2 separate regions of the Sus scrofa genome follow, and region 2 is linked to region 1. Evidence: chromatin contacts called from public HiChIP or PLAC-seq data. All regions are on one chromosome and are shown on one strand. The core of a region is the stretch at or near the end of the contact, and the rest is flanking DNA. Distances in the headings are between cores, read along the strand shown. Region 1 holds the start of KLHL28 (kelch-like protein 28). Region 2 holds the start of FKBP3 (FK506 binding protein 3).

Region 1 (7,007 bases), core at 2,799-5,298:
GCCCAGGATGTGTCTTAAGTAACTGTATTTACCTTAACTTCAGCTCAAAAATTAAGGTTTATATCACAAACATTCCTGTAAATTTAACTAAGCTTTCTTGAAATCATCTTGAAATGATTACTTTAACTTGTTTCATCTGAATTTGCTATTTTCAATGTATCCTTAATCACTCCCTTTCAACTTTCCGAGGTGTACTATTAACACACCTAACAGTATAATTTGATTTTTCTTATCTCTATATATGGTTAGATGTAAAAGACTTTTCTAGTCAATATAAAATTCCTAGAATTCCTTAGGTTCATACAATTCAAGAATAATATTTTTTGGAGTTCCCGTCGTGGCTCAGTGGTTAACGAATCCGACTAGGAATCATGAGGTTGGGGGTTCGATCCCTGGCCTTGCTCAGTGGGTTAAGGATCTGGTGTTGCCCTGAGTTGTGGTATAGGTTGCAGACATGGCTCAGATCCCAAGTTGCTGTGGCCATGGCTGGCGTAGGCCAGCAGTTACAGCTCCAATTAGACTCCTAGCCTGGGAACCTCCATATGCCTTGGGAGCGGCCCCAGAAAAGGCAAAAAGACAAAAAAAAGAATAGGATTTTTTTAAAATCTGCACTGTGCATGGAGGTCCCATCACGCCTCAGTGAAAACGAATCCGATTAGTATCCATGAGGATGCGGGTTCAATCCCTGGCCTCACTCAGTGGGTTAAGGATCCAGCATTGCCCATTGCTGTGAGCTGTGGTGTAGGTCGCAGATGCAGCTCAGATCCCACGATGCTGTGGCTATGACGTAGGCCAGCAGCTACAGCCCCAATTTGACCCCTAGCCTGGAAACCTCCAAATGTCGCAGGTGAGGCCCTAAAAAGACAAAAAAAACAACAAGTCTGCATAATAATAAAAGTCTGCATCATCTTAATAGAACATACATTAAATGGATGGGATTTATTTTCCACAAAATAACTCTAAAAGACAATTAGTAAGATATGAGATGCTATCAGATCCCACTTCCTAAATATCCACCAGGAAGACTAATGCGTCTTCCAAATCTTCATCAAGGAAATGAAAGGTAACAAATATAAAAATAAATTGCAATCTATAACATAGTGATCTACAGGGCCCCAAGAAAAAGTGTCAAAATTAAGACTCATCTTGTTTTGTTCCAAGGAAAAGTATATAACTAGTTGATTTAAGTATCCAAGCCCCTTGAAAAGTATTATTTACAGAGAGAAGTGGTAATTCTTAAGCTTCTACCATAATTTTGATGATGAAACATTATTCAGGGCTTTCCAAGTTCCTTTTCCTTGTTCTTTGATTACCACACAACTTCCCAAGTTCATGGATACAGGAAAGAGTGCACTGGGTTTTCAACCTGAAAATTCTGATCACTGGAAAGAGTTATCTTCTATTCCAACATAAACTGACATTCTAATGTGTACATTCTGATGTGCACATCATTCTTTTACTTTAGTTTGAATTGAGTTCCTGAAGTCTGAGCATACATGAGTAAAAATATAAATTTGAACTTCTTACATTGGAAATATGATAACTAGACATTCCTTCTCATTGACAACTGCTAAAATCATCTCTCGGGTTTCATTCCCCAGCCCCTGCCCTGCCCTTTACAAAAAAAAACAAGAAAAAATTTGGTTTTATTTTTTGGTCTAATGAAATATCTAGTCAAACCAAATTTAGGCAATTTATTTAAATATCAAAATGACTAATTAAAATTAAAGTAACAACCAAGAATTTAAACCAAAACATATGGACGCATGTTTGCATAAGTCTCATTTACATTTACTCACAAAAGAAAAAAAACCAAAACATAATAATCAAATTGGCTTTAAAACAACACTCAGAAATTATTTTTGAACTTTCATTATCCAGCAACATAATATATAAAGTAGTTTGGCACGCTAAGAATAAAGTATTTAAGAGACATCCCGTGTGTTACAGAACAGGGTAGGAACACTTGCATTTTAAAAGCATAAATTTAAGATTTTAAATAACAGACTTCTTTCATTGGGTCATTCAAAAGCAACTGTATTATTCCCTAAAACAAAAACCAAAAATTCTACCACACTACAAAGAATTCAGCCTCAAATCAGGCACTCTAGCTCCTCAACGGTGTCCGCTTAAGTTTTATTTAAAAGGAAAAAATGCTCACCAAATTCACTGTTTGCCTAAAACAAAGAAATGTCTATTACCAGCTCTAAATCTACAGGGCAGAATTCTCTTAGGACCATGATGCCAAGAACTTCAACCGCAACTGAAACTGTCTTTGCAATCTCCGTTTCCAGGAGACTGAAAGGCTGCAGAGACGCGGGAGGATCCCGCAGGGAGGTTGAAGCGCCGGAGGGAGCGGGAGGGGGAAGGGGTGAGCCCCACAGAGGAACTGCATTAGACTTTGAGAACGTATAAAGGAGACAAGGTTAGCTACAGAAAAAAAATAGATTTATCTTCAGCTCTAAGTAGGTTATGAAATAGAGAACTTATAGTTATGAGCATAAGGAAAAATGACAAAAAACAAACCCAAAACATTAACCCTTCAAGACCAGAGCGTAAGCGAAGTAGGAATCAGGGCGGGGGGGGGGGGCCGCAGGGAAAGTAAGGGCCCAAAACACCAGGTTTTGAAAAAAAAGTACGTAAGCTCGGAACTTGGCCCGGATTTAGATCTCCTGTCCCGGTAAGTAGACGGCAGGAGGAAAGGATCGCACATACGGCTGTAGACTGCAACACGTCTACAACGGTAACTAGCCCTGCACAGGAAGATGTCGTCTCTCCCCCTGCTTGCTACCGTTCATTTCCTTATATCTTACTCCACCACCAGCAGCACTCAAGCAAAACTTTGCACCGCAGAAGCACAGCAAAAAGAAAATACCTGAGTCCCAAGAATCACTCCCGCAGCAACAGGAGGAGGAGCCGTGGACGACTGGAGCCCGGGCAAGATCCTCACTTGCCTCTAGTCAAATCTCAATTCCTACGGGTGGGGCGGGGAACTTCCGCCCGGAGCGAGGAGAGCGTCACTTCCGCTTACTGCCGTCTCCTTTCCTCGCCTTCCCTGCTACAGAGACGTTCACTACGTTCACTCGTTCACTACGTTCGCTACGTTCGCAACACTCTCACTTCCTTTTCCAGAAGACGTCAGCCTAATCCGAATTTCTGACGTAGACTACATAACCCAGCATTCATCACTGCAGGTTAATTTCCGGGTTAAGACGTCCGCTCTGGGTACATCACCATGGAAGCGATCGGTTTGGTCACGTGGTGCCCCTGGTTACGCCCGGTGGCAGCTGTGGGGTCTGGCGCTCCGGCGGGGGCCATTTTGCTGAAGGCAGCCTCAGAGTCAAGCTTGGCAGCTGGTCAAGCTGTTCCTTTTCCTCTTCTGCAGCTTGAGGCTTGGAGAGGAACAAGAAGGCTGGGCTCCATCGAGCCCTTCGGAGACGATGGTTTCCTCCAGCCTCCACTTGACGACCCTCCATGGCGGCTGCGCCCTCCGCGCTGCACCCTCTGCCTCCCCTTCCAGCCCTCGGTGCCTCTCGCCTTCAGAGCCGCAGTCGTCCTTCCGCCTCAGAGACTGATGATAGTCTACGTGGGGGCGCCATGAGAGGCGAGAAAAACTACTGCCGAGGAGCTGCCGGAGACCACGGCTCCTGCTCCCCGACACCTTCGCCTCTGGCCTCGGCCCTCTTGATGCCGGCGGAGGCAGTCTCAAGTAGTTGGTCTGGGTCTGGAGGTGGTTTGTCAGGGGGAGACGAAGAGGAGACTCGGCTTCTTCAACTCCTCCGAACCGCGCCGGACCCTTCCGAGGCTTTCCAGGCTTTGCAGGCTGCTTTGCCGCGGCGAGGCTGTCGACTTGGCTTCCCCCGACGGAAGGAAGCATTGTATCGGGCCCTGGGCCGAGTGCTGGTGGAAGGAGGTAGTGATGAGAAGCGACTCTGCTTGCAATTCCTCTTGGACATTCTTCGGGGTCAGGGGGAGGCAGGCCAGCTGGAAGAGGCCTTTAGCTTAGCACTTCTGCCTCAACTGGTTGTTTCCTTACGAGAAGAGAATCCGGCCTTGCGGAAAGATGCGCTCCAGATCCTACACATATGTCTGAAACGTAGTTCCGGACAGGTGCTGAGAACGCTGATACAGCAAGGACTGGAAAGTACCGACTCCCGGCTTAGAGCTTCCACAGCTCTGCTATTCCCTATCTTGCTTACACCTGAGGATTTGTTGCTCGGCCTAGATCTTACGGAGGTGATAATATCCTTAGCACGAAAGCTTGGCAGTCAGGAAATAGAAGAAGAATCTGAGACAGCTTTCTCTGCTCTTCAACAAATTGGGGAGCGTCTTGGCCAAGAGAGGTTTCAATCCTATATCTCTCGCCTGCCTTCTGCCCTGAGGAGACACTACAATCGCCGCCTGGAGACACATTTCGGAAGTCAGGTTCCTTATTATCTGGAACTTGAAGCTTCTGGATTGCCTGAAGATCCCCTTCCCTGTGCAGTGACTATTTCCAACAGTAACCTTAAATTTGGGATTATTCCTCAGGAGCTGCATTCAAGATTGTTAGATCAGGAAGACTATAAGAACCGGACTCAGGCCGTCGAGGAACTAAAACAGGTGATGGGACGCTTTAACCCTAGTTCCACCCCTTATTCTAGTCTTGTCGGTTTCGTTAGTTTGCTATATAATTTGTTAGACGATTCTAACTTCAAAGTGGTTCATGGCACACTTCAAGTCCTGCATTTACTGGTTATTCGCCTTGGAGAGCAGGTACAACAGTTCTTGGGACCAGTTATAGCAGCTTCTGTCAAAGTGCTGGCTGACAACAAGTTGGTGATCAAACAAGAGTACATGAAAATCTTCCTCAAGCTGATGAAGGAAGTAGGTCCTCAACAGGTGCTTTGCTTACTCCTGGAACATCTCAAACACAAGCATTCTAGAGTGAGAGAGGAGGTGGTGAACATTTGCATCTGCTCCCTCCTAACTTATCCCAGTGAGGATTTTGACTTATCCAAACTGTCTTTTGATCTTGCCCCAGCTCTTGTAGATAGCAAACGCAGGGTACGCCAAGCAGCCCTTGAAGCCTTTGCTGTGTTGGCATCATCAATGGGCTCAGGTAAAACCAGCATCCTTTTCAAAGCTGTGGATACTGTTGAGCTGCAAGATAATGGAGATGGAGTGATGAATGCTGTACAGGCCAGATTGGCTAGGAAAACTCTCCCAAGATTAACAGAACAGGGGTTTGTGGAATATGCAATACTCATGCCATCATCTGCCCAGGGTAGATCAAACCATTTGGCACATGGAGCAGATACAGACTGGCTTTTGGCTGGTAACAGAACACAGAGTGCACACTGTCACTGTGGTGACCACACCAGGGATAGCATGCAAATTTATGGATCATACAGTCCAACTATCTGTACCCGAAGGGTACTAAGTGCGGGAAAAGGAAAAAATAAATTACCGTGGGAAAATGAGCAGCCTGGAGTCACAGGAGAAAACCAGACCTCCAACTCTAAGGATATAGACCAGGTATGCATTTTTTCTAATTTCCTTGAATTGTAACTATGAAAATGCTTAAAATGAAAGTATATCTGTAATGTAAGAATGAGACTCCCTGAGGGTTATTATGCTTTGTGATTTTCTATTATAATGGGACATAACACATAGGAAGCTTTAGTATGTTTCCTGCTTGATGGGTTTGATCAAATTTGAGGCACAATTTGCTATAGACAATACTTGGATTTCAGTTTTGGCCTGTCACTTTGGCATTTTAAGCTATCTCATTCATACAACAAACAATAAATACCTAGTAGGTGCCAAGTAAAGAGCTAAAGTTTGAGAATAAAGATGAGACCGGATCCACAGAGTGTAGGGGAAAGATCAGACTGTACATGAGCAATCTCAAATTTGCTAAGAGCCAAGATAGAAATATAAAGAGTCTTGTAGAAATAGTGAAAATAGAAAAAATGGTTCCACTAGAAAAGTAAAAAAAAATCTTCTAAGAAGATACAACATTTGAACTGAGATTTTTTTTTCCCCCGCAAAGTTTTGATGTTCTTTGTTTTTTGCTTTTGTTTTTGCTTTTTGGGACCACACCCGCGGCATATGGAGTTTCCCAGGCTAGGGGTCTAATTGGAGCTGTAGCTGCCAGCCTCCACCACAGCCACAGCAACGAGGGATCCGAGCTGCATCTTCAATCAACACCACTGCTCACAGCAACGCTGAATCCTTAACCCACTGAGCAAGGCCAGGGATTGAATTTTCGACCTCATGGATGCTAGTCAGATTCGTTAACCACTGAGCCAGGATGGGAACTCCCTCCCCCAAAGTTTTTATTTTGAAATTCCAAATCTGTAGGTTACTTAAAGAATAGTACGGTGAATATTAATATACTTCATCTGTATCTACTAGTTGTTGCCATGTTCCCATGGGTGCTTCACATTTGCTGAAAAGTTTGAAACTTAGTACACGTATCTTGACATTTCACTCTTAAATACTTTTGCAGTATCTCCTAAGAATGAGATTTTCACTTAAGACCATCATACACCGTTATCACACTACAGAATATCAATGGTAATTCGATAATATCTAATAAAGCTTGTATTTCTATTTCTCCAGTTGTCCCCAAAATGTGTTTTATTTATTTTACTTTTATCATCCAGGGTCTAATCAAGAGTCATGTGGTTATGTATCTCTTTTTTTTATTATGGCCACACCTGAGGCATATGAAAGTTTCCAGGCTGGGGATTGAACCCATGCCTTCACAGTGACAGAGCTGCTACAGTCAGATTCTTCAGCCACTGCACCAGCCACAGTGGGAACTCTAATACATCTCTTTTATCTGGGATAATAAACCCACCTGTTTGTTTATTTTTTCATGATATTGGCTTTTTTTTTTTTTTTTGAAGAGTCTTAATTTATGTGATTGTTTCCTTATGATTATATTCAGGATAAACAGTTTTAGCAAAATACTACACAGCAGATATTGTGAACTTCACTTTACATCACCTCATAAGATA
Region 2 (7,007 bases), core at 2,021-4,520, 130 kb after region 1:
AGACCAAGTCAAACTCAAGAGAAATGAAAAGTATTCAATCAAGTCTTTAAAATTTGCTTTTCTAAAGGCTCAGTCTAGGCCTGACGAAGACTAAATTTATTAGTGAAATGCAACTTACTTTGAATTTAAAACTTTTCAGTGTCCTAATTTAAGCAACTAGGGAATAATTTTTAAAAATCTGTTCCCTTCCAAAATATCAAAACATCCTGCCATACTGCAGACTGGTTTGCTACATTTGGGAATCAGTCCTTTTATGATCATAATTAAGAAAAAGTACAGGAGAAACATCAACATATTCTGCAAATAAATGCACTTACAAACTTCTTTTGGGGAATAAAATATCTAAAATGATATTCTGTAATAAAATGTAACAATATTTCCCGTTGTGGTGCAGTAGAAACGAATCGGACTAGGAACCATGAGGTTTCGGGTTTGATCCCTGGCCTCGCTCAGTGGGCTAAGGATCCAGCGTTGCCATGAGCTGTGGTGTAGGTCGCAGACGCGGCTCAGATCCTGCATGGCTGTGCCTGTGGCATAGGCCAGCAGCTGTAGCTCTGATTAGACTCCTAGCCTGGAAACCTCCATAGGCCGAGGGTGTGGCACTAAAAAGCAAAAAAAAAAGTAACAATACTCACCTTGCTTTCAAAAAGATGGTTATAAGCTGTCACCAAATGGTCCTTGTTAGCTGTCTTGGCCACATTTTTAATGTTTCCTAATAACTTATGCTCTGCAAGAAACTATAAAGACAAAAAACTGGTTAGTCAAAATAATTCCCTCATGTAAGAAATGGTCTACAATTAGAAAATGAACTTTTATTTCAGCAATTTTGTTTTCAATCATACTACTAATGATAAATGAAATGTATTTTATATTTCATTATATATATAATATATATAGTGAAATATTTATTTTATAAATTCATTTTCCATAATGAAAATAAGATTTAAGGAAGATTAAAAAATACTGATTATTTATAAGAAATAATAAATAACATACACTGGCATGTACTAACCCTTTTTCCATCTAGGAACTCACAGAAAAGCCCACTTATTGGCAAACACACTTTGGTAACTGGGCAAAGCTGCTCCTGGCAAGATGTTACTTGGCCCATGGCCAGGGATCTTCCAGCCATGTTGGGTATAGATATCTTAACATATCTGTAACCCATTCTTGGCACATCTGGAAGCACTGTTACACAGTGTTGGATATATATAGTGTTCAAGTTTTCCTAAAGACTCAGTTTCTCCATCACAGTGGAAGGTTAATAATAGCATTATATGTCAGAGGCTTCCTGTAAGGATATCTATTTCCAGTCACATAGTAAGAACTCAGTACTACCTATTTAATAAAATAATGTATTTAATAACTGAAACTAACAGCCAAATTCCATTTCTCTCAAATATAAGACTATAAGTTGTCAAATATACACCAAAATACTACTACTGAAATATCAAATTATCAAAATCATGTACGTGGGGATTTTCATAACTTCTTTGAACTCTGCTTCCCTTACTTTATTCTGCTTCCTTCCTTGCTTGATTCCTTTTTTTGTTAACTTTCTCAATGATGTCCTCTGGCATCTTCTAACTTTCCAACAAAGCACTTTTCCCAACACTATCACTATTGAATTTTTCTTTTTCTTTCTCTTAGAAAAATGTTCTAAATGATAAAGGCTCATGGGAAAGGCTATTTTGATTAAACAGAAGTAATCAGTTGCTTTAGCACTGCTGTGATTAGCAAGCTTTCTTTATTAGCAAGCTTTCTGAAAAATATCCAAAATATAAACATTTATCCCCTTGATATCTTATGAGCAATACAATAGTGATTGTCAAATAAGTTTAAGTATGTAAATGAACACTGTAGGGTACGCACTTAAAAGATTAGTATGTCATAAAAATATTTAGATAATCCAAATCTCTTGAAATTGTCCAAGGTGGGCCAGTTTTACATATTCCCACTTTGGGATGATCTGTTTTCTAAGAATTTGATGAATATAGTTCAGTACTGAGGCATTACTTGTTAATAAACAATAAATCTCTTGCTTCAATGAAATATAAACTGGCTTAAGAGAAAATATTTCCACCAAAATGGTATAAAATGTCATTTTCATCCTTGTATCCACAAACACTGAGCCAATAATTCTTGCTATCAGGATAATAAAGGAGCATGATACTGGAAGAGGGAAAATAATTACACCTCCCGTTCAAGAACGTGCAAAATGAAAATAAACTACTAATGTGCAAAATGAAAATAAACTACAAGCTTCTCAAAAGAGCCCAGAAGCAATTTTTCTAAATGCAAGTTTAGAAATTCAGTTAAAAATTGTCGAGAAACCATATATAGACTGCTGCTTCTATTCCCCATACGTGGGCGATAATGCACGCACACAAACTGTTCAGCAATTTAGGAGAGGTATGAATGATCTTAATTTCCGAAGGGAAAAAAATTCAAGTCTGACAAAAATAACTTGTGACTACAGAGGGTGATTAAAATGGAGACTGCTGAAAAATGCAGGGCGTATAAGTATGAAGAGTGCCAAATAGATTTCTTAGTTGCTTTATAAGAATGCGAGATCACTGTACATGGAATACTCATGTGACTTCCCTAAATATAAAGGTAAAAAGGTTATTTAAAGGGTCGATATTAAAAAAAAAATCGCATGCATGATTAGTGATCAGTATTTGGTAACTGATGAGAAAAGCAAATCGCACACATCGTTGCTACCGAAATCTTCACATCCCTTCTCATCTCCCTAACAGCCCACACTCCCCTCCAGGGATCTCATCCAAGCCTCCAATCCTCTGTCCCCCGCTTGAGCCCCCAATATTTCCAGGGTTCTTTTTTTTTTTTTTTTTTTTCCTCTCATGACCTCCACCCTCACTCAATTTGAGTGAGATTCTAATTCTGCGATGGCTGCGAGCCCCAAGAAATGCTGCTGCTCCACCCGCCAAAGAACTGCCTGCCCGAGGGGCGGGAGCGTGGCTCCGGAGCGCACGCGGGGCCTCTCCGGCCTTGCAGGCACAGGCCGCGGGAGAGAGAGGGCGGGGGCACGGAGGAATACGGCAAGTATAGGCATCTATGGGGGGGCGAAGTATCCCTCCGGCCGCACCAGCCCGGCCGCCCCGCTGCCTCTGGTACCGAATCTGAACCGTGATCCTGCAGAAACTTGATAATGTCCTTCTTGGGTAGCTGCTCGCTGCGCAGCTGCTCCACGGTCCAAGCCCGCTGTGGAACGGCGGCCGCCATCTTCCCCCGCTGCCTCTGCTTTACTGAGCCAGCCCGCCTGGGTTCGGCATCGCCCCGCCCCCTGGGCGTGGCGCGGACCCCGCAGGAAGCTCTAGGGGGCGGGGTCATTGCGCTATCCCGCAGGATTGGGGCCAGTTTTTGAGTGACGTCAAGACGGTACGTTGCGGGCCTCTTTGTTGAGTCCAGGGTAAAACCAGCTGATGTGGCCCCGGCGGCTGACTACGCAGGAAAACGGAAGCATTCATCTCCTAAATGTATCAAGCATTACCCATATATATTTTTTAATTATCGACGAGCTGCTATGCCTTTAAAGTCTATAACCTGTTTAAAAGAAACATCAGCACTCAGACATCTAATCTCATTTTATTTCCCTTCTAGAAATTCACACCCAAATTGGCTCATCAGAACGACCCATATTCCACCACCTCCCTATTGAGACTCACACAAATGAAGCTAGAATACAACCTGTTCCCTCACCCCTCACAAATACAGAAGCATGATAAATAGTTTGTCTAAAAGCAAGTTCAGACATTGGACCAAATAAAGCAATGTAAAGTACCTACACGAAGGACGGCGATTGCTGATGTTGGTGTTTAGGAGGGTGACGTTAACGGTGTGCGAAACAACCTCATTATTGTATGTGCACTTTTCCTCAATATACGAGGAAACAAATCTACAGAGATTACTCAAAGTCACCAGGTTTCGTGTGGAAAAGCTGGGAACTGTAACCAAATCTGAGATAGAAATCTATTTCCAGAGTAGAATAATATCACACCAACGCTTATTGCTCTATGTAATTTATGAAGATGTAGTGGAGCATCAGGACGCCTTGCTTTTTTCCTTTAGGATTTTCCAGCAAATATCAGGGCCAAACCATTCATTCCTTTTAAACAATAAAAATGTCAAAATAATGGGTTCTACTTCTAATACTGCGAAAAAGAGACTGACATTTTGCTTTCTCTGTCTGGATAGAGAAATAAGACAAGTTATTTAATTCTGTCTAAACACGTTTGTTTTTCACCTCTTCTTTCAGTTTAGAAATACAACCAACAAGCACGTTAGATGCTCATTAAGTTCAAAATATATGAGTATCTACAGTTTTGAATCTCAAGGTTATTTATTGTATCATTTTAAGCTATATCATTTTAGCAACGACGCCCAGACACCTAATCTAGGAAAACGGAACCCAATTTAGAGTGGAGAAGAAATTGACCGGGGGACCAAATTTATAGTAGCTCCTTGATAAAGCGCTTGCGTCTCCGAGAGGGCGGCAGGATTTCCGGGAAGCCCGCCAATCATATTCCCCACGCAGACTCAGTGGCGGCATTTTCAACTGGATAAACTGGCCTTAGTCCCGCCTCTGGTTCTACTCCTTTTTACGCGAAGGTAACCGATGGGGGTTGGAACGGAGGCTCTTAGCTGCAAGAGCTGCTGGCCTGTCTTCGGTGGTCGTCGGCCTAATGAGCGGACGGCAAAGAACGCTTTTCCAGACGTGGGGCTCAAGAGTTTCCCGATCCGCCGGGGCTCCGAGTTGCAGTTCTGGAACTGGGAGGACTCAGAGCCCTGGCATCTCCAGCGCGCAGTTTTCTACAGCGGCACAGGAGACAGAGGCGGCAGAGGCTGCCGAGGCTCAGCCAGAGTCCGACGATGATGTATTGCTGGTTGCAGTGTACGAAGCAGAGCAGCAGCTAAGTCTAGAGAATGGCGGGTTCTGCACCTCCGCGGGCGCCCTGTGGATTTACCCTACTAATTGCCCAGTGCGGGACTACCAATTGAACATCGCCAGGACCGCTCTGTTTTGCAACACGCTGGTTTGTCTGCCCACCGGCTTGGGAAAGACCTTTATTGCCGCCGTGGTCATGTACAATTTCTACCGCTGGTTCCCTTCTGGCAAAGTGGTTTTCATGGCCCCCACAAAACCTTTGGTCACACAGCAGATCGAAGCTTGCTACCGGGTGATGGGTATCCCGCAGTCCCACATGGCCGAAATGACAGGTATCTTAGAAACAGTTGGCTAATTTGAAATTAAGAGCTGGGCACCCAGGGGAAAGCACGCATTCTGCTGGCAATAGCACTAAGGGAATTCCTGATTCATGTGAAACAGCCCCCAGATCACAATATACTTATTTTACGTCTTCTCCCTTAAAACATCATCTTCTTGTAGCGAGCCCATCTCTAATGGATAGGGTTACTTTATTCAATCTTCAAAGGATTCCTGTAGCATTTTGAAGTCATTATGTGGGTATACCCCATTAGTAAGTGAACGTGAGTTTTCCTGAATTTCTTCCCCAAAAGGATTTCCCAGTTGAGGATTTTTTTTCTTTGAATTACTATTTTGTCATTTTGTAGGAATTCCCTAAAGGCGGCTTAGTTGTGGTAAAAGCCAGATTGCCATTTTAAGCACAACAAAGTTTTAAAATGTAGCATTCCAATGAGAGTCCAATTATCATTTTAGAAGCAGATTACCAAAGCAGGAATATATTCTGATAATAGGCCAGATTATTTATATTTTACAGATAATAGTCTGGGGTTAAGAATGTAAAGTGTCACTTTTATTTACAGGGTCTACTCAGGTTTTCACCAGGAAGGAAATATGGGACAGTAAGAGAGTCCTTTTTCTTACACCTCAAGTCATGGTAAATGATCTTTCTAGAGGAGCTTGTCCTGCTGCTGAAATAAAGTGTCTAGTTATTGATGAAGCTCATAGAGCTCTTGGAAACTATGCTTACTGCCAGGTAATTTTGTTTAAAAATATTTTATCCTGTAAACCTATTAAAGAGCATTTTGGAGAATAATTATTAATGACTGAAGGTATTGATGGTATTATTATTATTATGAAAGGCCTTATATCTATTAGCTCAACCGAGAATGATAGGAAATACTATCCTTCATTCAAATCAATATCTCTGCTGTTTGTTTTTAAAGCTTAAGGAGACCATTCGTGTCTGATGTAGATGGTGAGAGTCGTCATGTTTGAGACAGTGATCCATTATAGGGTATAGAGATGGAGATTTGGTACTAAGATAATAGTCAAAGGATTAGGTCGATATGCAGTGTTATTCCTTGGCAGCTAGGTAAAATAATACTTAACTGTCAACGTTGGTTTAAGGATTGAATGATGTAATGTATGCAGGTACCTAATACTGACTCCCAGTTAAGTACCTTAGGAATATAAAGTACAAAGGTGAAGAGGTGGAATATAGCTGAAAAGTTACTTAGAAGTAAGGTTCTGAAAGGATTTGTAGTCTATGCTTAGCAGTTTGAATGCCCTTTGTAGGCTATAGGAGATACAGGTGGTAGAGACTCATTGAAAAATATTTAGCTGCGGTGATGCTTCAGATTTAAAAGAGATTAGGGGAGAGAAGGGTAAAAGCAAGGTGTACAGTGAGGGGTAGGAGCAATTTAGGATGTCTCCCAGATTTCTGGCTTGGAAGATTGTGAGGATGGTGATGCTATTAGTAGATAAAGACTTCTGGAGGCAGAGAGCATCTAGGGTTTTGTGGAAAGAGTGAGTAGTTTTAAATTGTTGAGTTTGAGGCATCTATGAGGAATCTAGCTGTAATACTCAGTAGGCAGTGGATGACTGAGAAGTACAGATCTCAGTGGAGGGTTCAGAGCTAGAGATACAGATTTGGAAATCATCAGCATATAGGTGGTACATAATTAAAACCAGAATAGCTGGTGATGCTAGGGAGAACGTATGCAGTAAGAATAGAAGGACAATTGATTTCATTTAGTGTAAAGAGATGAATTTAACTGCC

Evidence for each region. HiChIP or PLAC-seq counts read pairs in DNA pulled down with a chosen protein or histone mark.
Region 2: an H3K27ac HiChIP or PLAC-seq map of skeletal muscle shows a contact between it and region 1. The contact joins the promoter of FKBP3 here to the promoter of KLHL28 in region 1. A contact is called at or near these places in 2 of 5 promoter capture datasets (fetal liver and liver), 16 of 47 Hi-C or Micro-C datasets (alveolar macrophages, blood, brain and 8 more) and 2 of 2 datasets of contacts at active chromatin or transcription factors (alveolar macrophages and skeletal muscle).

What each region holds. Positions count from the first base shown.
Region 1 is chr1:175,195,129-175,202,135 of Sscrofa11.1, forward strand. It overlaps KLHL28 (kelch-like protein 28), which reads right to left and starts at 4,049. Exons shown (of 5, transcript XM_001926290.5): 1 at 2,876-4,049. TOGARAM1 (crescerin-1) reads left to right here and starts at 3,044. Exons shown (of 22, transcript XR_002346627.1): 1 at 3,044-5,517.
Region 2 is chr1:175,329,435-175,336,441 of Sscrofa11.1, forward strand. FKBP3 (FK506 binding protein 3) reads right to left here and starts at 3,271. Exons shown (of 7, transcript NM_001244157.2): 1 at 3,139-3,271; 2 at 636-737. The coding sequence starts at 3,246. It overlaps FANCM (Fanconi anemia group M protein), which reads left to right and starts at 4,531. Exons shown (of 23, transcript XM_003480459.4): 1 at 4,531-5,241; 2 at 5,809-5,981. The coding sequence starts at 4,707.